Regions from separate parts of the Arachis hypogaea genome. Here region 1 is linked to region 2. A link is a contact called in public Hi-C data. All regions are on one chromosome and are shown on one strand. The core of a region is the stretch at or near the end of the contact, and the rest is flanking DNA. Distances in the headings are between cores, read along the strand shown. Region 1 has its middle 12 kb from the start of LOC140175751. Region 2 has its middle 23 kb from the start of LOC112716386.

The links. Hi-C and Micro-C count contacts between places; a contact is called where the count stands out from the background.
Region 1: a Hi-C map of leaf shows a contact between it and region 2, with 1.9 times the contacts expected there. The contact joins two enhancer-like sites. A contact is called at or near these places in 3 of 8 Hi-C or Micro-C datasets (leaf and an unstated tissue).

The regions. Positions count from the first base shown.
Region 1 is chr10:108,189,480-108,192,179 of arahy.Tifrunner.gnm2.J5K5, forward strand. No RefSeq gene overlaps it. Among protein-coding and RNA genes, the nearest start is that of LOC140175751, 12 kb to the left of the region's middle. Within about 2 kb of position 1,297, at least 1 of the 3 cell types and tissues checked has open chromatin away from gene starts, as enhancers often do.
Region 2 is chr10:108,143,382-108,146,081 of arahy.Tifrunner.gnm2.J5K5, forward strand. No RefSeq gene overlaps it. Among protein-coding and RNA genes, the nearest start is that of LOC112716386, 23 kb to the right of the region's middle. Within about 2 kb of position 1,285, at least 3 of the 3 cell types and tissues checked have open chromatin away from gene starts, as enhancers often do.

The sequences.
Region 1 (2,700 bases), core at 47-2,546, 46 kb after region 2:
ATTTCAGTTCGGTTCGATCGAACGGTTCTCGACCAGTTCGACGGTTCAATTCCGATTTTCAAATTTAGCGGTTATGCTATTTATTCGAACCGTCTTTTTGTCGGTTTACGGTTTGATCGATTCAACCGGCTGGTTCGAACCGATTTTTCAGAACCTAAATTCTCTTACTATTATGTAATATGTGCCTGCAAAATCGTCTTTGTCCGCAAAATTGGAAATTGACCCTCTCCATTTTTTTAATATTTGAGAGAATAAAATGTGATTTTTTATCTTTAATTCTATAAGTGGGACTAAAAATAAATATGAGAGAGAACAATAAATGATTAGATTAAATACTTAACACCATCTAAATTTTTTTATCGAGAAAATCCACTCCCTGCAAAATTTAAGTATAATGCTTAAAACAGTAAATATTTAAAAAAATTTATATATTAGTAAATATGATTTTTTTTATCTATCAGAAAAGCCGCAAATAAAGATAAATTATGTTTTTATAAAAATAGTTAAAGTGTTAGTGATTATTTTCCTCTTCAAAATGACGTTTTGATATCTTCACACAGCAAAATTTTTCTTATTTCATATTAAATATTAATTATAAAATATCACTGCTGTTTAATATTTTTTAGGACCTATTGTACGTAAAACATTGAAAATAAAATTATTATTTTCTCACAAAATATTAAAATCAATAAAAAAATAAATAAACAGAAATTTGTAATCGAGAAAAAAAAGTATTCACAATCATATTAGGAACATAATAAAATATTTAATATCAGTGGACAGTGGTTAGAAAATCTCAGCTTAAACAATATAACTTAACAAAATCAGTCAAAAAAGAATGTCAAAGGGTAAACGTGACGTTATAACTATAACCTTATTATACTAATACGAGATAAACATTTATACTAGCTTGACCAATTGTCTATGTACCTTTTCAACTCCATAAAATCTTGGGTTCAACCTAAGTTTTCAAAAAGATAAGAATTCTTGTGTCAAAGGGGAAATAAATTAAATTATTAAAAGAAAAAAATAAGGCCTAGTTATTATTTGTGGTGAAGACTTAGGAGTAGTTAAAATGGCAAAATCAAGTGAAACACTAATTGGAACCAATATGATCCTAGCATAGACCTATAATCTCATGCATGTCACTATCATAAAACACACTTTGGAATAATATAAATTGTCCATTACTAAGCCTACAAAAACATTCTTCAAACTTTTTCATGTCACATCCAAAGGCCACCGTCAACTCCCTATTTTGCAATATATATTTATCAACCATGGTGGCTATGTTATCAATATGGGCTTTTTATGAGGGATATTTTTGGCAAATTTTTTTTTGCCTTAGCCTCTGTCCGGCCCAGGAATGAAATAAAAATATTTTTTTATTCTACATTGGATTATAATAGAATTCATTGATTACTAAAAAAAATTAAAATTAGAATTCATTAAAATAATTAAATTTATAAAATAAAATTATAAATTATAAATTTTATTATATTTTATTTCATTTCATTTCATATCATATTAAGTAATATTGATTAAACATCAATTAATTTAAACTTACTTTCTATATTATTCAAGAAAATTAAATGTTACATGCTAGCGAATCATGCATGGTGATTAAGTCTTATGTGAAAGGTTTAGTTCATATATTACTTTAAAAGGTTAATTAACTAAAAAACTCATGATTATGTGTTCTAATCATGATAACACACATATAGTTATATACAAACCAAAATTAATGTCATATATGACTACTGTTAGTTTTAAATGGCCATCACACATAATATATTAGTAATAGAGATTTGAATTCTTTAATGTCAAGTACTAACATATGTCCATGTGACGTGTTGGAATCTTCTAATCTCATTGGTTGGCGTATAGTTTCAAGTTGCAATAATCATGCTCCATTAGGGGGAAAATTCAAAAAAATTAAAGGTTTTGAAGCATATCTTGGTCATGTTATTTGCATCTTATGATCATAAAATATAATTAATTAAAGACTAATCCCTCCTAAAAGTTTATAGCATAGTCCACTAATAACATGATGAGAACAATAAAGAAATTAAGCTTTTTCTCTCTTAGATAAATTATAGCTATAGCGGTTCACTCTAATCATTAAATTAATACTCTAATGAAAAAAATTCTATTAGTCTCTATAATTTTATTAAATTTTTAATTATATTTTATATTTTTATTTTAATTAAATTTTTACATTACTTTTAATTTTATAATTAGACAATTTTTGGTATAAAAAATATTAGAATTGACTGAATATTTTTCGCAAATTAAAAGTATTTATAATTAAAAACTAACTAGATGTTTAACCACATATTTTTTGAAAAAATATTTTATTAATTTTAATATTTGTGACATAAAAATAACCTAATTATAAAATTAAAAAAATTTAATTAAAAAATTAAAAAATATATAAAATTATAGAGACCAATAGAATAATTAAAAAAAAATTTATGAAATAGTAAGATTTTTATAATGTTAAGAACAACAAAAAATAAATAAAGTTCACAAAGTATTTGGAACTGGTCGGTTGTTCTTAAACAGTGAATTGTACTTTTGTGTTGTTCTTGGGGCCTCTAATGCTCAAAAGTTTAGGAGTTAAATTGTTTATAATCACAAGTGCAATGGAATGAAACTATGACCAATTTTGATGTGATGAGAAACTAATTACTAAATTGA
Region 2 (2,700 bases), core at 35-2,534:
AATATATTTTTACTTTATTAGATCTATTATTCATATTGTCCACAAAAATCATTATCTACCTGTACTTTTTTTTAGATATTAGATATATATCAAAAGGTATAGTTAGCTCTTTTGGATTAAAATCTTACACTAACAATTTAATAACTTTGTCTTCAATTTAATAGACTTTAATTTTTATTTTTGATCAAATAAACTCTTAAATATCAATTCTAATTGACAAAAAAAAATCTAAATATTTATAGCAATCGATTAATGATTAGTCTATTTTGTCAAACAGAACTAATATTTAAAAGTTTATTTTGTTAACAACAAGAATTAAAATTCATTTTGTTAAAGTCATAATCTTTCGAGTATCAAAATAGTTATTTATTATTTTTTTTCAAATTTAACATGACTACCTAATATCATAGCAACCATGTTAACCGTATATAAAAAATTAGCTATTAAATTAGTTATTTGTATAAGAATAAATTATAATTTTTGTCTCACAATTTTTTTTTTAAAATATTCCTAACATTTAATTGCATTTAATTTTGTTCCTATATTTTTAATTTGTGTCAAAATTATTTTTGGACATTAACTTCATGTGAAATGTTAAAGACAAAATTAAAAATATTTAAAAATAATTTTGACACAAATTAAAAATATTAGAGATAAAATTAAATGAATCGAAAACGTTAAAGACAAAATTGAATAAATTTAAACATTAAAGATATTTTTTAAAAAAATTACAAACGTTAAAAATAAAAAGTATATTTTATCCTTTATATAAAATATATATTTAAATCTATATTACACCTTGAGAATTTGAGAAATAAGACATGGATTATACATACACACAGAGACATGATCACTCATTTGATAGCTAACCTAGTATTTTTGTTACACGAATTAGAACATTATAAATAATCACAATACTAGTGTAATTAACAATTAAATTAAAATGATTACATGAAAAAAATATTCGGATGAGGGTCCATCAATAATAATAACTCACAGTATAAAAATATTTATAATAATCAAATAGAAGTTTGAAAATCTTTCACAGTATCATTATTTTTTCTCCCAACATAATTTTCTTGCTTATTTTTTCTGGTGGGGTGGGCTGAATTCTTCAGAAAAGGGCTGTCTTTTCCTTTATCTGGGTCCAAAAGAATTCTTCGAAGACCAACAATTTGAAGCCCAAGATAAGTGTAAAAACACTATTTACACAACAATTTAAAGCCCAAGATAAGTGTAAAAAGCCCAAGATATATAGAAAAACACACCTGGTAATAATTTAGAAAAACAAAAGCTTTATGGGCTTAGATTATTCACTTTATATGAGCCCAATCTATTTTCTTATGCAAAGGCCTACATTCCATAATAATTTTGTTTATGAAAATTATTAATCACTAAGATAGAAAGTATGAAACAAACACCAAAGAAAAAAAAACGGATCATACATTTATAGGAGGCAAACAAAAAGGATCTGAGCGGGGCTGAAAATTTTAATTTTTTCCAGAGGGAAAAAAATTTTTGGCTAAAAAAAAATGAACGATTCCTTAGTCTATTCTTCTTAAATCAACAATTTATTAAAGTATAAGTTGTTAAAAACTCATTATACTCGATGTTATATTAAAAATAAAATTATTTAATTTGCTTCGTATGTATATATATGTATTAGAACAATTTAACTAAGTATTTTGAATAATCATAGAAAAACTGCGGCAGAAAATAAAAAGGTCACCGTAAACTTTGGTGATAGTGATGAATCAAAGTTTTGAGAAAAGTTGAAGCAGACACATAAACGCAGGGATAGCCATATTACCATCAAGGTTGTTTTCTTCTTTTTCTACAACATGACAAATTATAACAAATCAACTTGAGCTTCTTTTTCCTCTTATGTGTGACTCTTTATGCATGCACTTATTCTTATCATATCAAACATCTAATGTATGCAATAAGCTAGAGGCCTAAAAGCTATTATTTCTCTTTTTTTATTTAATTACTCTGTTAATTTTATAGTTTTATTAAATTTTTAGTTTGGTCTTTATATTATAATAGTTTGTAATTAAGATTTTATATTAAAGAAAAACTTTTATCAATATAAGAATTCAATTATAAAAATTTAAACCGTAAAGACCTAATTAAAAAATTGATAAAATTATAGAAACTAATCAAATAATTAAACAATTTTTTCAAACTTCTAATCGTATAATTTTTTGGTGATATGTATGTGGGTTAGATATGATATGATTTTTTTTGTAATTTCTTTTTGTTTTTTGGTTGGGGAACATAGATAATGACTTGTTTGATTGAAGATTTCACAGAAACTAGGAACATTTCATTTTCATATCTATGTAATGTATGTGAGGTGTACTTCCCACTTTTATCTCTTTAATTTGATGCAGCCTGTGACATGATTCCGTGTTTTTCTGTTGTCCTCAAAGCTTCAATTACCAGTATACCAAACTCCTTTCTCCTTAGCTTATTTCAAAGGGTAAATTTATATATATATATATATATATATATATATATATATATATAATTATTTGGTTTGTTACTGTAGTTGCTAAATTTATAATTAAATTTTTATACTTTTTTTTAATTATGTCTCTATACTATTTTTAATTTTTTAATTAAGTATTTTTTATGTTAAAAATATTAAAATTAACAGAATATTTTTTTTTCAAAATATATAATCAAATATCCAATTAT